Linked DNA regions of Mus musculus: all the other regions are linked to region 3. A link is a contact called in public ChIA-PET, HiChIP or PLAC-seq and promoter capture Hi-C data. All regions are on one chromosome and are shown on one strand. The core of a region is the stretch at or near the end of the contact, and the rest is flanking DNA. Distances in the headings are between cores, read along the strand shown.

Region 1 (3,235 bases), core at 100-2,599, 440 kb before region 3:
CCTTGATGTTAGAGCCCTTTATTAAACACTCTTTTATCTGTCTTTGGACTTATCAGACCCCAAAACGAACGGCCTGCAGTCTGGTGATTCTGCTCATTCCTGCAGGATCACAGCGGGTGTTGTGGGTGGAAGTGATTGTGTCCTGTCACGGTGTGCCGTCTTTATGAGGTTAAGGCCATTTAGATGGTGACCATGGGGCTCCCAGTTACCACTGACCACTTACATGTGAGGGCAAGGAACTCCCAGAGAGGCCCTAGGACCTGCTGGCAAGGAGAGAGGCTTCCTGCTGTGGTTAGACACCTTGGGCCTCTACCCTGACCTGAGTGAGGTCAAGGCTGTTCCCAGGTGTGCCCTCCCCTGCCAGGGCTACCTGCCTACCTCACTCTGCTGCAGTCTTCTGGATACACAAACATTCCCGATTTTGACAAAGTCCAATTCCCAATCATTGTCTTGGGTTGACAGTGCTGTTGGTGTTCTATCCAGGAGGCCAATGCCAAGACTGCACTCACACTTCAGCTTCCATGAACTATAGTGTGTGTGTGTGTGTGTGTGTGTGTGTGTGTAGGGCAGAGGTCAACATTACACATCTTTTTCAATCATTCTCCTCCATAATGTTTAAGTCATGATCTCTTACCCATTCAGTGCCACTGGGCCAAGGGATCCTCCTGTCTCCACACCCCCAGTCACCCCTGGTGTAAGTCATGTGCCACATAGAAGCATGGCTTTTATGAGAGTGCTCCGAGGCCTCATGCTTGCAGGACAAGCTCCTTCCCAGCCATCTCCCAGACCTGTTGTCTTCTGTGACTTTTATAGTTTTTGCACTTTTCTATTTAATCTTTTTTTTCCGAGTGATTTTTATATGTGGAGTTAGGTAGGATCCAGTTTCATATTTTGCATAAGCACATCTAGTGTCTTTTGTTGGAAACGTTTCCCCCATTAGATTTTTACCATCCATATTGAAGAAGACTTGATCGTAGGCCTGAGAACAGGCCACAGAGGCAACTTCTGAAAGATTTGCTGTATGTAGGATTTAAATGGTCAGACACGTGGACAAGGATGGGGAGAAGGCCTTGCGGAGTCTTTGGTAGGAAGCATGCAAAATGCCCTGGATGATAACATAAAGTAGCCCGTGTGAACAGAGAGGCGGGAGGCCCAGGCTCTGGCAAGGATTGGGATAGGTACAGTGCTCCGTGCTGGCTGAATCAAGCAGGCTTTATTCTAAGGGAATATGACAGGGTTCAACTAGGTGGCAGCTGAAGCAGGGAGGGAAGGGAAGCATGACTCAGAGGAAGACTGTGTGGTGAGCTTGACGGCTGTGGTTGGATGTGGATTCGATGATCTGTGTGAGAGCTTGCTGGGTGGCAGTGTTGGGCGCAGCCTGAAGAGGCTGGACCGTAAGCATGAGCAGTCACAGTGCAGGTGGGAAGCGTGGAGTGCGGAGCTTTTGGGTTGTGAGTAAAGGCCGACTTGTCAGCGTCAGAGAGTGTGTGGAACCTCCCAGATGCACTCAGAGTTCAGAGAAGGCAGCCAGGGATAGAGAGCTGGACAGAGCATCTGCAGAAGGCCCCCGAAGGAGGAGGAGCCAGCAGGCAATTCAAAGACACAAACAGGGAGTCTGAGTCTGACCCACGTGTCATAATGCTGCTCCCTGCTCTACCCTGGCACCTGGGTCTGCAGCCTCATAGATTTAGATAGATGTAAGCTGATCATGAGTTCCAGCCCAGGGCCAGACACAGTTGTGAGAAGGGACGTAGGGGGTATGGGGCAGCAAGGTGGGGGACAATTTGTGTAACAGTCTGGGGCCCTGCCTGTTCATGTGGAACTAGCTGGTGCATGGTCTGCAATCATCCTAGCATCCCACCTGATAGACCTGTGGTTCAAGTTCCCTTGTTTACTTTGGTCCTCCAAGTCTGTACATCATGGGTTCATATAAGGGGTTCTCTAGGGTTTGAATATTTCAGGGTTCATCATGAAGTCCTGAACTCTGGTGGAAAACATCCTAAGTGTATCTTGGGGCTCTGCTGTCCTGAAGCCCACACTGGGAAAAATCCCCCACCCCACCCCTTCCCCTAGTAACACAAGGCTTGCCTAAGGAACTGTGGAGTTAATGCCAGTGTGATCTTTCTACCAAGGTAGAAGCTATGTGTAGCTTACCCCATATCATAAAACTCCAGAGAGAAGAATCCTGTTTTCTGCATTTTCGTGGCCATGTTAATGTTGCTACCAGATCTGTGTATTGGTTTGGTTTGGTTTAAAGAGTCTCTGAATGAAGCACTTATTTTCCTGCTCAGATTTAACAAAATGTTGTTAAATCTGATTAAACTTGCCTATTTAATAATAGCTGTCTTGGCTACTTTTCTCATTGCTGTGACAAAATGTCTGACAAAGCCAATCTAAGGAAAATTTTAACTCATTGGCCAGTACTGTCCATCATGGTGGGGAGGCAGGCTGTGCTGTGAGGCAGTTGGTCACATTGTGTCTCATTCGTCCAGAAGCAGAGACGTAAATGCTGGTGCTCAGCTCACTTCCTTGTTTTTCTTCAGTTTAGGACCCAGCTCATGGGGCGCTGCTGCCCACATTTCAGGTGGGTCTTCCCTCCTCAGCTAAACCTCTCTGAAAATCCCCTCAGCGGCAGGAGCAGAGGTGTATTTCCTAGGTGATTCCAAGTCCAGTCAGGTGGATATAAAAACCCATTTCTCAGGTCACTACACATCTGCAAGTGCATTGAAAGCTGTTTGATGAACATTTGGTCTTGACTTCCTATGATAGCAGGCTGAGCATACTGGACATCGCATGGCTCAGGTGATAGACCTTCAGAGAAGGCCACAGCCTCGTTCTTGTCCTCTTGGCCACAGGGGCCGGCCGGCCGGGGGTCAAAGTGGGGTACCTTTGTTTCTCCTGCATTTCCCAGCCATGCTCTGATTGGATTCTGCTGTGGAGAATAAGCATTCCCCACACAGTTATCCTTGCATTATCAATGTGCTATATAATTTTAACCACTCTTTTCTATGAATGGGACTCATAATGTGTGCATTTTGTGGGTTTCAACCATTTGCTACAGCTGCAGGCCTGATAAGAGGCTCAATTATAAGCACAGTATTGGTCTTTAAGACTCACGGATGTCTCGTGGAAGATGGGGAAATGTGTCTTACGTACTGACGATTGTGCTAAAGCAGCCAAGTGCTGTGGTTCTGTCTTGTCCCTCTCTGATGAATACCTAGGCTGTGAGCTGAGG
Region 2 (3,219 bases), core at 123-2,622, 410 kb before region 3:
TAGCCAGGATATTTATTCAGAGACTTCGCCTTTGTTGATGCCCTTCCCAGAGCACACAGTCTTCTCCTTACATTGCTCAGCTGCCCTCTCTCTGTTCTCACCTCTGGGGAAGGAACCAACCCAGCACACATCAAGCAGGACTCTCCATTGAGCTTTTTTAAAGTTAGTGTTTTCATTCTTCCTGATTCACTTTCACTTCTGATGGGGATGGGCCCTGAGAATGGTATGTGCTGTAGTCAGAAGTCCTCTGCCTGCAGCCCTGTCACACCAGCTCTTAGCTATGCAGGAAGTGCTGCTCTGGGTGTCCCAGCCATGCCCCAGTACAGTCAGGCCCTGTAGTACTCTGTTATGTTAGAAAGAGGGAGTTCATGTATGTGTCTCACACATGCTCCTGTGTGCATGTTGCTAGAGGCCTCAGGAATGCTAGGCAAGTACCAAGCTGCTTTCCCAGCTTACGTATGCATGCACATGCACACCAATAAATAATAAACCTTTTAAATAAAACTGAAAACTCTCTTTAAGGGCAGCTTACATTGGTTTCATGGTCCTATAGTTAAGGATACAGGATTTGCCTGAGGCTCTGACATCACATTTGATTTGTGGTGTGGAAAATTACCTCCATCTTCTTTCATAAATTGGCTCTTAGAGCCTGTCAGGAAGGAAAGGAGTTAAATGAGCAGTTATGTGCATGTGCACACATCTGTGTGATTTTTTACTATGTAGTGGGCCTCTGTGCAAGTTCTATGAGGGTGACAGACACGGCAAAACTAGCTAATTATAAGGAATCTTACCTCAGTGCTGTGCCTCTCTGAATGAGAAAGTGCCTCATTCATTCATAGATAGATAGATAGGTTGATTGATAGATAGATAGATTAGCTCAGTAATACTCTTACAGGATATCAGTGAGAAATAATTTGAGAACCCATCTGCTTCCTCCTGCAGCCTGAGGGGCCTTCAGGTTAATGGGCACTTCTGGCTGTCCTCAGGTCAGTGATGCCTGCCTGGTTCCACCCTTCACTACAGAGTTGACTGAAGTCTTGTGTGGAGCTGGTGTGTTTGTGTGAATCAAAAGCCACGCCTGCTCTGAAGTCATTTCTGAGCCTCAAGGACAGTCCAGCTGCCTGCCTCCACCCTGCTCCCAGTTGAAAGAAACCAGGGCCACTTTTGGTTTCTTGATGGAGTTGGTGGGGGAAGCTCATTAAGGAATCTCCTGCTGGGCCAGGACCCTTGAGTAAATTCTAGCCCATCTCGGGAGCGACCCGGAGCACCGGGGATGACTCTTCAAATGGAAATGAGCTGAGGAATGGGCTCATTCTGGCTACTGGGCCGGAAGTGCTGCCACTCCCTGGGCTGCCTGATTAAGGTCTTTCTGACTGAGATTACTAAGTAGGTGCAGGGCTTGCCAGGAAGTATGCAGACCTGAGTTTAGATCCCTAGGCCCACAGGAGAGCAGCCCTGGGAGGTTGGAAGCCCAGCGTTCCTCTGGCAAGACGGGAGGCAGAGCTAGGAAGCCCCAGAAGTTCAGGGCCTGCCAGTCTGCTGTGCATCAGCGACCCCCGTTTCAAGGTGGACCGTGAGAATAGACACCCAGGGTTGTCCTGTGACTTTCATATGGGCACCGTGGCCCACATGCATCCACCCACCCACATTTACACACACAAAGTTGTTGGGTTTTGGTTTTGTTCTATTTAAAGATCTTTTTCTGTTTTTCAAAGATCAGGCCCCACCCCTAACCCTCGCATTCAGTCAGTGACATTTTAGGGGAAAGGCATCCTTCAAAGGCCGCTGTCTGAGAAGTAATGACTCTCCAGAGCCATGCATGACTTGCCACACATTGCGAATTTAGTAAATATGTCCAATAAAAATGGAAATGAAACTCCAGGCTGTACATCTGGCTCCTGTGATTCTTTGTGCTTTGTTGACAAGGGTCCACATTTCCATGTGACACAGGGCAGCAGAGATTTCCATGGGTTATCTAGAGCCAAACTGATTGTTCTCACAGTGTTCTATAAAATTAAAGCTTCGTGCACCATGCCTTTGTCTGTCGCCTGACTCCCTGAAGTACAGGAAGAGGGAAGAATGGGAAATGAGAAACAGGAAGAAAATTCTGTTTTAACAGCTTGTGTGTGTGTGTGTGTGTGTGTGTGTGTGTGTGCGCGCACACACACACACACACACACACACACACACACGAGAGAGAGAGAAAGAGAGAGAGAGAGAGAGAGAGGACTCAAATGAGATTTTAGATTACAGTTCTAATTTGTTTTATTTGTATAGATAGTAAAATGGCTATTGTATCTATTCCTGTCTTACCAACCCTCTAATGAGTCCTGGTGTGAAATGTTGAAACTGTTCAGGACTTGAAGCTCTAGCGGCCACCCAGCCACCTGACACATGCTCAGTCCTGCCATGCCTGCCATGCCTGCCAGTGCAGTGATTACCTGCGCTCTAAGCGTGGTAAGCCCATAATCCCAGAGCCATTGCCGGGTTGCGTGTTTTCATCACTCTCTCATTCTCTTTCTCTGGCATCCATTTGTTTATTCCTTAATTCTCTGTTCACTTGTCCATCCATGCAGTTGTCTGTTGGTTGGTTCAATTCATTCCACTAGAATTCCCAACAACTCAATGGCAGAAATTGCCAATCACTTGCATTGTTGACAAGTCAGCCTCGTCTCCACTCTGTTGGGTCCCTTTAGTCTGCCCGGTGTTATTACACAGTTTTTCTTGTGAGTGATTTGTTAACTGAAGCAGTACCCCTTTCCCTGATAACAAAGATTGTGCAGCAGTTTGTAAGACCATCACCCTCCTGTTGGCCAGTTCCATCTTACAGTTTACATAGATGCTGTTACTGCTCGATAACAGGAGTGCAGGGGCAACATGGCAGCCATCCCATGCCAGCCAGGTTGGTTACCTGTGGCCTAGATGGTGGACAACTAGGTGTGGCCTTCTTAGATAACCTTTCGTTATCTGTAGATACCAGGAACCGTTGTATCACATACAAGTGTTACAATGCAGAAAACATTTTTTTCTGCTCTTGAGTTTTCTGAGAAAACTCTGAGAAATGGTGACTTCCTTGGTCCCTCACAACCGCACATGACACACAGAATATGTGATATGTGCTGCATGAGGTGAGGCACTGGGTTCCCAGGAGCACCTGTGAACAATTAACTAAGTGGTGACAATACCCATGTGGTCAGGTGTCACCATCAAATATCTGAT
Region 3 (3,574 bases), core at 854-3,353:
GATAAATGATAGATAGGTAATAGATGATTGATAGATGCTGAAGATAGATGATAGAGACAGAAGATATACAGATAGATGATTGATAGATAGAAGATAGATAGATAGATAGATAGATAGATGATAGATAGATAGATAGATAGATAGATAGATAGATAGATAGATAGATAGATAGATAGATAGATGAAGATAGGTATAAACGGCAGAAACAGAAGACCAGGTATTACCTTTGACCAGGCAAAGGTCCACGCTCAGCCTGGGCTCCACCTGACACCTTCCCTTCAGCCTGTAATTGGAGACACCTGCATCTGACTTTGAGCCCCAGTCCCTGTTTAACCACCAGGGCCACAGGCAGGTGACTCCAACCCTTGCCACATCCAAGGGAAGATGAGGATGGTAGCACCAGCCCCTCACCGGTGTGAGGGGGACCTCATCAAAGGGCAGGACCAAGTGCCTGGCCCATGCACTCTCTGCAAAGTGGCACCTGTCGCCTGTAGGCTGTCACCTGCCCCAGTTCCAGATGTTCTGCTCTCCATCCCAGGGCAGCACTCTCAGGGCTAAGGTAATAATTACAGCCCAGGTGCTTTCTCTTTCTTATAAACAGAAGAGAAAGCCCGAGACTTGGAGAGACAGCTCAGAAAGCAGGTTTCTCATCCAGGGCTCTATTTGCTGTGGGCAGAATCCTGGCTAAACCTCAACGGTCTCCATGTCAGGTGCCAAATGTCTTTTCAAATACCCTGTAACTCAGACACTAACATGTCACACTGGCATTCCTGTATTGCCCACGATTATTTAGGTCTTGCATGGTCAAAATAATACTTAAGGACCCGTGCGTAGTGGAGCACACCTGTAATCCCAGCACTTGGGAGGCAAAGGCTAGCAAATTGGAGGCCAGCCTGGGCTAGGCAGCAGATTTAAGGCTAGCCTGGGCAACTAAGAGATTTTTGAGAATTTGCTTTGTATCGCAGAGATTTGGCCAGGGGTTTCATGTCCTCCTACCACATTAAACCCCTTTTAAAATCTACCACGTAGGCAGGAAAATCAGCTCCATTTTACAAATTGAAAAACTAAGGCATTCCCGAGTCCAGGATGCGGGTGCAGAAGACTCTTACCCTACACCCACCTACCAACCCTGTATTTTCCAACTCCCAATTGCAAAAATGTCTTCATAGAAGCCAGTTAAGGAGGTAGGGAAGCTAGTGATTAGTGCTCCTTTCACAGATGGGTAAACTGAGGCTCCAAGAGCCAAAAGAAGCTCCTAAGTCCTTTGCCTTCTCTCCTTGGCACAGCACACGCCCAAACTGCAAAGCCCAGTCTGGAGCAGATCTCCGTGCTTGTTTTATTTTTCATTGTTCTGATTTGATTTTGGTTTTTGAGATAGAGTCTCACTATTGTAGCCCAGATTGTATTAGAAAGTCTCCACAGTCTTCCTGTCTCTCGAGTGCTAGGAAAAGAGGCGTGTGCCATCACGTTCTTTTCTTGGGGTTTCTGACAGTGAGTTGCTGAGGTTGAAAAGCGGCCACCCACTTAACTCGATGTCATCACCGGGGTTGGTACGTGGCCCAAGCTGACAGAGGAAATGGAGCGGGTCCCCTCAGCCTGCGCTGCCCTGCGCGTCACAGTCCACACTCGGAAGTGGGCGGCGAGCAGCCCCACGGGAGGTGCGGGCTGCAGTTCCCACACCTCTCTCAACCTCGCCCCGCGTCCCCGCAGCGTCTGCGCCGGCCACCCGAGGGAGTCCTGGGATCGAGCTGCACTTGGGCGCTGCGGAAACCTTCGCGGCCACCGGGACCTCGCAAGGAAGGAGTGCGGGCGCGCCCTTCGCCGACTGCGCCTCAGGGCGGCCGGACTCTCGGGACGGGGACGCGCTTGGACGGGAGCTGCAGTGGGAGCTGGGGACACGACCGCCCGCACCCTGCACTCCCCGCTCACTGCCTCGATTTCCCTCCCCTGCATCAGGGTGCGCCCGGATCTCGGCAGGCCTCGTTCGCCCTCCTCCAGAACCCCGGGCCCTACCTGCGCCGTGGCTCGGACTGTGGATCGGAGCGCCCCGGGGACCCCCGCCCTGCATCGTGCGGCCGGCTGCGCCCCGGACGGCGGTGACTGTGGTGGTGATGGTGGTAGCGGCGGCCGCGGAGGCGGCGGGAAACGGGCAGGGGGCCGAGCCGAGGGCTGGCTTCTTCCTCCTGCCCAGGACCGCCGCTTCCTCTCCAGCCTCGGCCCCTCGCTAGCGCGCGCGCGCCGCCCCTCGCGGCTCCCAGACCGCAGCGCAGAAAGTTTTGCTTTTCACTTGGAGGAAACCAAGGAGGGGAAGTGTGATGGGGCAGTGTGGCCAGGGACCGAAAGACTGGGCGCTTCCCAGACCCTGGGAGTAAAAGGCGGGGTGGTCAAGAGAGGGACTTCTTCCTACCAAGTCGCGGTGAAGCCGAAGGAAAGTGACAGATGACAGGTCGGGGGGGGTGGGAGCAGCTGTTAAAAATGACTTGAGAATCGAATCTCTGGCAGCACGGGGCTGGCCAGGAGCACGGCACAAGCCTTGGCTTGTGCCAAGCTCCTGGCAGCTGGCTCACCTCCCCCATCCCTTCCCTTTGGCTGCTTCAGCAAAGCACCTGCTACAGGACAGTGGGTACAGGAAGTGCCAGTCAGGGGTTAGGCCCGTCATAACCTCGCCTCTGGACCCCGAGGCAAAAATAAACCTACAAAACTGAACTGCATGGAGTCAGCCGGAGACCTGACTGTGGGTGGAGCATGGGGCAGTGGGAAGAAGCCTGGGAGAGTGCGTGCTGGAAGGGAGGAGCCTGTGGCCCTAGAAAAAAGACCAGGTGCTGGAAAGGTGGGCCAGAGCAGTTGCCTCTTACCAGGAACCTTCGGGTAAGCACGGGCGGATGCGGCTGAAGTTGATAAAGACATGAGCAGAGTCAGGATTTAGTGCAGTGGGTAGGGTAACAGGGTTGAAAAAGGCACTGTGTTGGTATCCTAGTTTGCTTTACCTGTCAGTGTGACATAGCCTAGGGTCCTGTGAGCAGAGAGCTTTAGTCCATGATTACCTAGATCAGATTGGCCCGTATCGCGTCTGTAAGAAAGGTCTGGACAGTTAACTGGCCTTCGAAGGCCCAGCCCACTGTGGGCGGCACCATTACCTAGGTTTCGAACTATCCAAGAAAGCTAAGTGAGCTGAAGCCCATCTACGAGCCAGCTGGCAAACAGCGTCCTCTGTGGTTCCTGCTATACCTGATTGGCAGTGAAGTGAGCTCTCCATTGGAGGTTAATGCTGTGTGCTATAGCAAGCAGGCCTGCCTTAGGTTCCTGCCTTGACTCCCCTCAGTGATGGCCTGCGATCGATCTGAAGTGGTCAGCTAAAACGAATGGAACGCCTCTCCTCCTCAGGAGGCACTCCGTAGTAAATACAGTTGAATTGGCCAGCCTGCCATAAACACTCTCAGGTCTACCTGACTCACTCCCGAGGATAACTAGGCATACCTCTGAATATATAACATAAACTGTCTTAAAACAGGGGCTGGAAAGCTGGCCCAACAGTTCAGAGCACATAGCATTCTTGCAGAGGATCAGAGTTCAG
Region 4 (3,249 bases), core at 549-3,048, 330 kb after region 3:
CAGAGAAACCCTATCTCGAAAAACTTAAAAAAAAAAAAAAAAAAGTCAATCTCTCTGTCAAAATGGAGGCATAGAGGCTAACATTTTTTCAATTACCTGTGAGTTAAGAGCAAGCACTCTTAGATGTCGAGCCCAGGACGGAGGCTCTTCCCAGATCCCCTTTTTCTGCACAGATGTGGAGGTTATATCTCTTCCCCCAAGCCCAGAGATGCACCATTAGTGCCAAGAGAAACTGTTAAAATGGCAAGTCCCTCTCTGTCTTTTAAAAGCTAGCTAAATCCCACTTCTGGACAGTATCCCAAATGTCAGGACAAGGAGGCAGACAAATTTGGAAGCAGGAGGGGAAAGACCAGCATCAGGAAACACAAAACTCCTCCTATTCCTTCGGTATCACTTATCAGCCAGATGTTCGTGCTGTAGATGCGACAGGACAAGAGCTCTCCTTCCCCAGAACTTCATGGGCTCCAAGAAGCTAATCACCTGGAGCCACTCACAATCCTCTAACCTCAGGGACCTGACAGTTTAGAAGGCTAAGACAGCATGCCATCTTGCCATCTGAAGACTGTTACAATGAGAGGCAGTGACCTCTACCCAAAGAACCTCCTTCTACTACCCTGTGTCCATCCATCCTCACATAGGGAGCACGCTGACTTCCTCCATCAGTGGACCTGATGAATCAGTGAGTCCTTTCCCACCAGAACTCTCTCCACTGCTTCCTCCTGCCTTCACTTAAGAGTATAAAGAGGAAACACACAGAGAGACATTCATTCTCTCCCTCCCTCTCTTTCTGTTCTGGACCTCCTGCCTCCATCTCCCAATTGCAGGGATTACAGGCGTGGTGCTGGAGCCGGAATCTAAGGCTGCCCTACATGGCGAGCAACATCCCCGGCCGTGGTAAATGCTTTCCATTTCGGTTAAATTGTTGTATTATTTACTATTAAATTGACAAGTACCCCGATAAGACACAGTTTTCTTCTAAGAACTCTCTACAGTACCAGACCTCAAATACTGCTTCCATCTCCTCAGGATCAACAAGAGAATGACACGCTTCCTGCTACAATTCCTATTTCCTTAGTGAATCACATCTCTCTCCATCACTCGTTTATTCGCTTGAGACACACACTCTCTCTCTCTCTCTCTCTCTCTCTCTCTCGCGGCAATCGAGGCTGGAGTCCAACTCGTGATTCTCCTCCTGCCTGGCATGCGAGTGGAGTGCTGGAGTCATAGAAATGCGCCACCACTCCTGGGTGCCACAAGTCTTAGAACATCTATGGCCTAGGCAGTCTTCAAGCACATCCTTGCTTTCTCTTTCACACCATCACAAGGACCACTCCTCCCCCACGTGCTCAAGCTCCCAGGCCTCGCCCCGGACCACAGCAAGTTCGGATCCGCCTTCCTAGCCGCGCCCCGCCCCCCGGCGCGCTCACGCAGATGGTTATCTTGAGCACGCCGTGGCTGTAGTCCCGGTACAGCTCCTGAGCCTCTCGGTTGCACTCGATACAACGATACAGGCAAGAGGAAGAAGTCGCCGCTGCGCCTTCCGTGCCTTTCCCGGACCGCGTCCCCCTACGCCCGCCGGTCCCCATGGCCACTCTAGGGCTCCTGCTTCCGGCCGCTGGCGGAAGACGCCTGGACTGGCCTTGGGAGGGGCACCCAAGGGCTTACTGGGACTTGTAGTCCAAGCGCTGAATGAGTGCTTGAGGCTAACAGGGCGAGGACTACAACTCCCAGCGGGTACTGCGGCTGCGCGCCGCGCCCACCTGCCCGCGGCGGGCAGAGCAGGGCCGCGCCTGCGCCGTGCGGGAAGATGGCACCTGCCGGCTGCGGCTGCGGCTGCTCGGGCAGCTTGGGTGCTGCGGTGGTGCGGCCGCTGCTCCTGCTGCTGGGGGCGCTGGCCTGCGCGCGGGCCACCGAGCACTACTCTCCGCTGTCCTTGCTGAAGCAGGAGCTTCAGCACCGGCAGCAGCAGGAGGCCCCGGCGGGCGGCGGCTGTCCGCAGTCGGGGGACTGGGCGGACCAGTACCCGGAGTGCGGTGAGTGGGCCGAGCCGCCCTCTCCCTGGGCCGCCCCTGCCCAGCGTGGAAGCATCTGGGAAGTGGGGGCACCGGGGATGGGCTCAGGTGGGCGGCGGGGATAAGGACCTGCCTGGAGGGTGCCTGCTGGCGTGCACGGGCCAGGAAGTCAGACTTCTTTCTGCTTGCTCCGGTAGGTGATTTGCCCGATCCCCACCTCAGGAATCCAATCTTGAGAGGTGCAAGCAGGTTGGATTTGCGGGGTGACATGAGCACTGACCCGTGCTCCTCAGATGTACCCCCAACGGTAGAGAGAGAGCTTCAGGCCTGATTCCTGCGTGCATTCCAGCTGCTCAGGCTCATTCATTGGTCAGGCTCTGGGCAAAATGCACATGCTCTTTCTGTTTTGAGTTGTACAGTGGGCGTTTTTACCCATCAGTACCCTCTCCACTCTCCCTTCCCCTCAGTGGGTGTCCCTCCGACTTGCCGTGGGGAAGGTCTGGGTCTTCTATACCTAGTAGCAGCTGGCTGATAATGCCTTTTAAAACATCCCACCAATGTTCAGCACCATATGCCTACCCAAACACTACCTAGTTTCTTAGCTGAGATGCAGTCTCAAGATTAGTGCAATCTGACTTCCTTTGAGCACCATCTGACTTCTTGGAATGGCTTTTGGACTTATTTTGTGTCTTGGCTTTGCCTCCCAACACTGTTGCAGCTGATGTGGCCAGCATTCCTTAGTGAATCGAATGACCATTGTTAATGTCACCTCCTGATTCAGGGCAGGGGGTTACCTGTCTGTGAACTTGTCTGTAAATAGGAGACTCCGTTTACTTGACTATGAGGTTTTGTTTTTGAGAAAGGGTCTCTCTGAGCCCAGGCTGGCCTTGAACTTGCATTTACCACGATCCTTCTCTACAAACCCTCCAAGTTGGGCTTACAAGTGTGAGCTTCCATGCTCAACTTTACAGACAGATTTTGTCTTAACCACCAAAGGCTCTTAGTAGGAAATGCCTCTCTTCTGTTTGTCCCAATCCTGGACGATTACATGGAAGTTGGACTCTGTGACGCTTACCTCAGGCACCTGTCCTAGACTGTGGGGACAAATTCAGGACAGGCAAGTAAGCGTGTCATAGCCGAGGGGCTATTCTCATCAGTATTTACAGCCCCCATACCACCAACACAATGGTCTGCTCTAGATATCCAGAACCTCTCAGGTCTCACAAATCAGACAGGT
Region 5 (3,164 bases), core at 201-2,700, 470 kb before region 3:
CATCATGCTTGACTTTTCTTCCTGAGTTCTGGGGATCGAACTCAGGACCTCAAGCTTACATGGCAAGCACTCTACACAGCCCCAAGAATTTTACTGTTAAAGAAAAAAACCAAACCAAACCAAACCAAACCATAGCCTTGCTTAGATGCTGGATTTCCCTGCATACCAGCAGGTTGTCTTCTCACCGTTGGCGGGAGAGCTACAAGGAATAACTGTGTGTTGGTGCTGGCTGCACTTCCTCAGAACCGCACTTCCTCAGGAAGCCTGCGGGTAGGAACAAGGTGTGGGGAGGGGCATGTCTGCATGGCTTGTTTCTGTGCAGAGCATCTTGTGAGGTGTCCCCAGCACAGACCTAGGAATGCGGATCTTCCTGTCCCTTCCCTTGCATTCCAGTACATAACAGTTGCTGGGGAAGACCCAGTTTTAGGTGCTCCCCTCCCCCACTTCCCAGCCCAGACAGAGCCCTTACCTCATTAAGCCACCTGTGAAGGAGGAAGTGTGGCCAGGCTCCAGAGTCCTCATTGATGCTACTCAGAGAATCTGTGGCTTCCTTTCCTGGCCATAAACAAAAGCAGCTGAAAGAATGGGCTTTGCTTCTCATGGGATGCTTGCTATGTCAGGGGAAGGAAAGGCGCTTTCTCATAATGTTCATCTTGTAGGGGCCTCACCATAAAATACAGACAGTAACCCAGAAGTGCCGTGTGAAGCTGACTATTAGCAGCAGACTTTTCGAGTTTGTGTTGGGGTCTCATAATACATGCACACGAGGACACATGAGGACAGAACCCTCCTTACAGGAAAATTGGAATATTGATCTCTGAAAACAGCGATGCTTCAGAAATGCCTCTCTCTTAAGGTCTGGAAGGTCATACTGTGTTCGCAAGAGATACTTGTTATTCGCAGTGCAGTCATGTCTCCCGCATAGGTCTCCCTGGTGACGGCTCCATGTGTCCTCTTGCACAGCCTCAGTGGCAGAGAACATCACAACGCAGTGTGCTCTTGTCCTACTACAATGGCTAGAAGCTAGGGGCTGCCTGTGGGAACTGGTGGCTGTGATAGGTGGACAGACAGGCCAGGGAACACTTGGATAGGAAATCTTTCACAAATATTCTGGTGTTGGGGGTCATTATATTGTAACATAAGCCGTTAGGCATTATCAAGTAAATTCATATATTTATGTAGCCGTTCTGTCTGTCTGTCTGTCTGTGGTTTTCCATAAGACTAGAATTCTGAACCTGCTAAAGCAACCTCCTTATCTTCCTCCCTCTGAACCTATCTATTCTGCTTCTGCTTTGAGTCTTCACTATTCCTGGAACCCCATGGAAGAGAAATGGTCTGTCTCAGCCTTTGTCCCTTTGTGACTCATGTATCTCACTTAGTGGCCCTGGAGCTTCAGTCATAATGCATCAGACGTCAGAATTCCCTTCCTCCTTAAGGCTGAATAACATTCCATTGTGTGAATGGGTCACACTGTTTATTCACCCATCAAAGGACACTTGGGTCAGTTGGAACGAGAGCTGTTGTCAGAGTGGCTAGACACTGCTAGAGCAGTGTTTTTTCAACCTGTGGGTCACGTCCCGTCTGGGGTCGCCTAAGACCGGGAAAAACACAGATATTTGCATTACAATTCATAACAGTAGCAAATTTTCATGAATTATGAAGTAGCAATAAAAATAATTTTTATGGTCACCACAATAGGAGGGACTGTATCATAGGTGGCAGCATTAGGAAGGTTGAGAACCACTGCTCTAGAGCCACTGTAAGTTCTTTGGATGCAAATCCTGGATCCCATGGCAAGGCTGAGGGACCTGCTGCCTGTGCCTCTGATTCTGAGCCTCAGAACAAGAACGATTGCTCATTGAAGGAGAAACCCAGCTGCTCCGAGGGGCTTCAGTGACTTCTCATCAGCTGCTTTGCGCTTCCTAAAGATGGAGGCAGACTGAGGAAGGTCGGTTTTCTAAAGCAGAGGCCAGTGACAGCCTTCTGCATAAGTGATAAGCTTGTCTTCATGTCGTAGTGGAGTGGTTCATGAAGGTACCGCGTCAGCACGGCCGCTTCTGAGCAGGTCGGTGGGGATCCTCCTTACTGCGGGCTGCCTCATCTTGCTGGAAGCCTGCTCGTGCTCCTGGGTTCCTTCTGGTCAGTATTCCCTCCTTGCTGCATCTTGGCTCCTTGCGCTATCATACAGGAGTGTGGATTTTAGGAAGCTTTAGTTTGCAGTTCTTATAGCTACTGCTCTGAAATATAAGTTGTGGATGGAGAAGCTTGTGATCTGAGGAGCAGTCTGACTTCAATTCATATTCATTCATAGTCTTCCACCGCCCCCACCTCCTGTCTCCACCCCTTGAGTGCTGAATTCCAGGTGCACTGCTTCCCGAGGTTCAGAACAGAACCCGGGCTTTATCCGTGCTAGGCAAGCACTCTTCCAGCAGAACTGCAGCCTGGGCCAAGAACCAAGAAGGAAGTGCTTCCCTGAGCACCAGGTTCCTCGTCCAGGGAAGCAGGGTGGCCTGTGGACTCTGCCACTCCCTTCTTTCCTTCCCTTTCCTTTTACCGTAGGTAGGTGTGAGTTTGTAAACAGTATCGGAACTGTCACCAGATGCAGTTGTGATTTAACAGGGTAATCTGAAACACCCTTCTCCTTCTGGTCTTGGTGTTGCCTCCACAACACTGAGAAGTGACTGTGATCATAAAGGCTGCTGGGGGATGTGGTTGATTCGTGTTGCTGTTTCCTGTGGTAGAATTAGAACTCAGGCGTTTTAAGAGTATTTATTAAGGCTGGAGAAATGGGTCAGTGATAAGGGTCCAGGTTCTAAATGAATGAGTGAAAGAGAAAGAGAGAGAGAGAGAGAGAGAGAGAGAGAGAGAAAGGAAGGAAGGAAGAAAGAAAGAAAGGAAGAAAAAGAAAGAGAGAGAAAGAAAGAAAGAAAGAAAGAAAGAAAGAAAGAAAGGAAGGAAGGAAGGAAGGAAGAAAGAGCGAGCGAGCAAAGGTACATGATTACTCCTAGGTATGATGGAGGAGAAAGTCTATTACAGATATATGGGAGAGTCAAGGGTAGACATGACCTTGAGCTCTGTAGGGAGAGGGAACCAGGTACAACAGCCTGGAGGCCGAAAGGAACAAAGAGGGCAGGTAACCAAAATGATTGGATTATGTAGGGAAA
Region 6 (3,194 bases), core at 179-2,678, 260 kb after region 3:
CTGCACAATGCCCTCCAGTAGCCGGTTGCGCTGGAAGCCTCGCAGGCCGCGGTGATCCAAGGAGGCGCTGCGGTGGCACTGCGGGCAGGTGATGGAGCTGGAGGACGAGCAGAGCGAGGAGCAGGCGGCGCCTCGGGCCGCGGCGGCCGAAGAGCCCGGGGGCGCAGGCACCATGGGCAGCACGCGGACTCCATTGGGGGACTTGAGGCTGGGGGTGTAGGAGCCATAGCCGCTGTCAGTCTCGCTGTACAAGCTCAGCTTGTCCGCGTGGTCTCCGCCACCGGTCGCCCCGCCGCCTAGGCCTCCGGCTGTGTTAGCTCCCGCGCCTCCGCTGGTCGCGCCGGCGGCTGCGTCCTGATCCGGAGGGGTTGCGGCGGCGGCGGCACCTCGCGAAAGAAGGAGCGGCGGGGGCAGGTGCTGCTCGCCGTCCGGGGTCTGAACCGCGATAGTGCGGGCGCACGGCAAGCAGACATTGTGAGAGCAGGGCAGGATGATGGGTTCCCGGAACAGGGATCCGCACACTGGGCACTTCAGCTCCTCCTCCATCGCCGCGCCCGCGGCCAGAGCCGCTCGGGACCAGCCAAGAATGGTCAAGGCTCCGAAGACAAGCGCAGCTGGGCTGGCGATGTCAGCGCTCTTGAGTCAGGAGGCGGGGGTATTTCACGGGCATGCTGTCTTCACCCGAGGGTGGCACGCCCCCTCTCTGTCCTCAGGCCACCGCCCTAAGACGCTTGGCCGCCAGAGAAAGGAGGGGTCCTCACCTCCTGAAGGCGAGGCTCCCTCACCGGAGGCAGCCGTCTGAAGGTGGCGGGGAGCCCTCGCGGTGGCCTCCGAGGTTGTCCAGGTGTTGAATAGGCAGCAGTAGCGCCGTCCGGGGTACCTCGTGCCTCCACTCCACGAAGGACCAGTGACCCGCTGCTGTGAGCCAGCAAGGCTACTGAGCCCGACTCCGCAGCGCCGCTGCCCCGAGTCTTCTTTCTGCGAGCGCCCCGCCCCTACCCAGCTCTTGGCCAGTGCCCGAGTGGCGGGGCCAGGGCTGGTTCAGCACCACCAGACGGCGGACAGCGCCCGCGAGAGGATGGGCCCGGAGTCCGCGCCCGTCCCCCCTCCCGCGCGCATCCTCCGCCAGGCTGCTGTGCAGCCGCGGCCACCTCGGCATCCCCCGGCCCGGAGACCGTCGCCGTACCGCTGCTCGGGCCGCTGCTCTCTGAGCTGCCTCCTCGTAGGCCGGTATTGAGCAGCGTCCCAGGCTGGCCTCGCCGGCTCCGGTTCCTGCAGCGCCCCTGACCTTGGCCGCGCCACGCTGCAGCGGCGGGTGGGGGGCGAGCACCCGCTGGCTCGGGAATCCCCCTCCCGGCCCCACCGCCTCCCGCGCCCGCCCGCCCGCCGTGCCGCGCGCCCAGGAGTTGTAATTTCCAGAGCGAGAGTAACGGGGCGGGGGGCGGGGAGCCAGGCGTCAGCTCAGCGAATGAGGGCTCGCCTCTCGCGGCTGGCAGTCAGGGGCGGGTCGGAGGGCTTCGTGGGGAGGATCATTGTGGAGAACTGCTCCGTTACGGATGGAGACTGCACGGTGAATTAGCACGGCGCCCCGCCCAGCTTGCCAGAGCAACCCTGGCCAGCTCCCGCCCTGCCCACTCCTCGCCACCATGAAAGCGTAAACAGCGGTCCCTAAAAGGCCAGTCGCTTGAAAAAGGCCTCGCAACACAGCGCGACAGTCGGTTCCTAAATCTATTTCCTCCCCGCAAAAAGCTTTCAAGGCACAAAATGTCGGACAGCCTCGCGCCAAAGGGCGAGGTTTGATTTATGCATCTTTTTACAAGCCTTTTTTTTTTTTTTTTTTTGTCTCCTTGGTTCTACTGGGGCTAGTCGTGGAAGATGAGGGCCGGAGGACTTGGCGAGGACACGGTGAAGGTTGCCAAATACAACCTCCCCAGGCTGCTCGCGAGTGCGGAGAGGCGGGAGGCAGCGAGCAGGTGTTCTCTTTATGAATGGGAGCTTCCTGCAACGTCGCCGCCCGCGCGCCTGGCTGCCGTCTGCCCGCTGTTCTGCGCTGGGTAGTGCCGGCTGCCCAGAGAAAGGAAGTACGCGCTGGGCATAGAGCTAAGGGCGAGCCCTGGAAGGGAAGAGCGCGTGGAGCGAAATGCGCACCACGCGGCCCTCTCTTCCTGTGCGATTCAAGCTGGCTTGGAACAGACAAGGAAATTGTCGATTTAGAAAGGATGTGTCAGTCAGCGTGCTGGCTCGTGCTTGTAATTCTAGCACTTGGGAGGCCTAGGCAGAAGGATTGCTATGAGTTCAAGGCCAGCTTGGGCTACATAGTAATTTCCAAGCTAGTCTGGGTGTTACATAGTAAGACTCTGCTGAACTGAAACAAACAAAAAAAAAAAAACAGCAACCGTGGCGCAGACTCCTGCTGAAGGAATGCAGGGCCCCAGCCACTGTCAGCATTTGGAAAGATAGCAGGAGGAGAGAAATGAAGCCACAGACTAATGAGGCAGCTGCCTTGGCCTGGCTCTGTGCCTAAGGGATAGAACCTCTGGTGGAAGGGAGGTCACCAGGAAAGCCATTGCAAAGCACCCCAGTGAAGCCCATATCTTTACAGGACTTCCGGGGTCCTGCAGCTTGCTTCCACCTGTCCAGTCTGGAAAATACTATAACAATATATATATGTGTCCGTGCCAAATTGTTACAGTAAATGCTCTGGACTACTTTCTATGCATCTCAGTTCAGCTGAATGGCTTACAGAAGTCTGGCTCCATGTTTAAGGGTAGGCTCCTGCTAAACCGGACATCCCAATTAGCCCTGCTTCAGGAAGCAGTGCTGCACGGTGGGGGTGGGGGTGGGTATGGAGGCGGCAACTGTCCTAATCCACTCTCTGTAGATGAAGCTTCAGTCACCTGGTCCTGCCAGCAATACACTGAAAAAAAGAAATTCTTCAGAAAGTCACTATTGATCCTAAGGTCTAGGAGAGTCACAACTTGGGTTATTGAAAGCTCTTCAAGAAGCTGGAAGGTGGTGGTGCACGCCTTTAATCCAAGCACTCAGGAGTCAGAGGCAGGTGAATCTCTGAGTTAGAGGCCAGCCTGGTCTACAGAGCGAGTTCCAGGAGAACCAGGGTATACAGAGAAACCCTGTATCAATAAGTAAGTAAGTAAATAAATAAATAAATAAATAAATCCTTTCTGCTGAACCCA

Evidence for each region. Promoter capture Hi-C pulls out the DNA fragments that hold promoters and counts their contacts. ChIA-PET counts read pairs in DNA pulled down with a chosen protein or histone mark. HiChIP or PLAC-seq counts read pairs in DNA pulled down with a chosen protein or histone mark.
Region 1: an H3K4me3 HiChIP or PLAC-seq map of bone marrow-derived macrophages shows a contact between it and region 3, with 4 times the contacts expected there. The contact joins the enhancer-like site here to the promoter of Disc1 in region 3. A contact is called at or near these places in 5 of 39 promoter capture datasets (the 3T3-L1 cell line, liver and pre-B cells) and 4 of 115 datasets of contacts at active chromatin or transcription factors (bone marrow-derived macrophages, embryonic basal ganglia, embryonic forebrain and 1 more).
Region 2: a promoter capture Hi-C map of stem cell-derived epiblast-like cells shows a contact between it and region 3, with 2.1 times the contacts expected there. The contact joins the enhancer-like site here to the promoter of Disc1 in region 3. A contact is called at or near these places in 6 of 39 promoter capture datasets (the 3T3-L1 cell line, cranial neural crest, hippocampal neurons and 3 more), 2 of 484 Hi-C or Micro-C datasets (the HL-1 cell line and cerebellar granule neurons) and 3 of 115 datasets of contacts at active chromatin or transcription factors (bone marrow-derived macrophages, memory CD8 T cells and microglia).
Region 4: a contact with region 3 is called in an RNA polymerase II ChIA-PET map of memory CD8 T cells, with 12 read pairs. The contact joins the promoter of Ttc13 here to the promoter of Disc1 in region 3. A contact is called at or near these places in 1 of 39 promoter capture datasets (the 3T3-L1 cell line), 1 of 115 datasets of contacts at active chromatin or transcription factors (memory CD8 T cells) and 1 of 9 other capture datasets (adipose tissue).
Region 5: a contact with region 3 is called in a promoter capture Hi-C map of hippocampal neurons, with 4 times the contacts expected there. The contact joins the promoter of 4930566D17Rik here to the promoter of Disc1 in region 3. A contact is called at or near these places in 3 of 39 promoter capture datasets (the 3T3-L1 cell line, hippocampal neurons and pre-B cells), 1 of 484 Hi-C or Micro-C datasets (the HL-1 cell line), 6 of 115 datasets of contacts at active chromatin or transcription factors (astrocytes, cardiomyocytes, embryonic basal ganglia and 3 more) and 1 of 9 other capture datasets (macrophages).
Region 6: an H3K4me3 HiChIP or PLAC-seq map of embryonic stem cells shows a contact between it and region 3, with 29 read pairs. The contact joins the promoter of Trim67 here to the promoter of Disc1 in region 3. A contact is called at or near these places in 2 of 484 Hi-C or Micro-C datasets (the N1E-115 cell line and embryonic stem cells) and 2 of 115 datasets of contacts at active chromatin or transcription factors (both in embryonic stem cells).

Annotation. Positions count from the first base shown.
Region 1 is chr8:125,496,810-125,500,044 of GRCm38.p6, reverse strand. The region is part of intron 2 of Sipa1l2 (signal-induced proliferation-associated 1 like 2); the gene reads left to right. Among named protein-coding and RNA genes, the nearest start is that of 4930566D17Rik, 24 kb to the left of the region's middle. Within about 2 kb of position 1,349, at least 59 of the 459 cell types and tissues checked have an H3K27ac peak or open chromatin away from gene starts, as enhancers often do. A contact at or near this core is called in bone marrow-derived macrophages, where this site is marked.
Region 2 is chr8:125,458,749-125,461,967 of GRCm38.p6, reverse strand. The region is part of intron 10 of Sipa1l2 (signal-induced proliferation-associated 1 like 2); the gene reads left to right. Among named protein-coding and RNA genes, the nearest start is that of 4930566D17Rik, 62 kb to the left of the region's middle. Within about 2 kb of position 1,372, at least 94 of the 459 cell types and tissues checked have an H3K27ac peak or open chromatin away from gene starts, as enhancers often do. A contact at or near this core is called in bone marrow-derived macrophages, memory CD8 T cells and stem cell-derived epiblast-like cells, where this site is marked.
Region 3 is chr8:125,052,724-125,056,297 of GRCm38.p6, reverse strand. It overlaps Disc1 (disrupted in schizophrenia 1), which reads right to left and starts at 2,103. Exons shown (of 13, transcript NM_174854.2): 1 at 2,014-2,103. The coding sequence starts at 2,068.
Region 4 is chr8:124,720,521-124,723,769 of GRCm38.p6, reverse strand. It overlaps Ttc13 (tetratricopeptide repeat domain 13), which reads left to right and starts at 1,798. Exons shown (of 23, transcript NM_001373939.1): 1 at 1,798-2,033. The coding sequence starts at 1,808. Arv1 (ARV1 homolog, fatty acid homeostasis modulator) reads right to left here and starts at 1,604. Exons shown (of 6, transcript NM_001368372.1): 1 at 1,428-1,604. The coding sequence starts at 1,586.
Region 5 is chr8:125,520,618-125,523,781 of GRCm38.p6, reverse strand. It overlaps 4930566D17Rik (a long non-coding RNA gene), which reads right to left and starts at 1,450. Exons shown (of 3, transcript XR_003947612.1): 1 at 470-1,450. The region is part of intron 1 of Sipa1l2 (signal-induced proliferation-associated 1 like 2); the gene reads left to right.
Region 6 is chr8:124,791,253-124,794,446 of GRCm38.p6, reverse strand. It overlaps Trim67 (tripartite motif-containing 67), which reads right to left and starts at 1,428. Exons shown (of 10, transcript NM_198632.2): 1 at 1-1,428. The coding sequence starts at 546. It overlaps Gm46059 (a long non-coding RNA gene), which reads left to right and starts at 2,060. Exons shown (of 3, transcript XR_001778718.2): 1 at 2,060-3,143.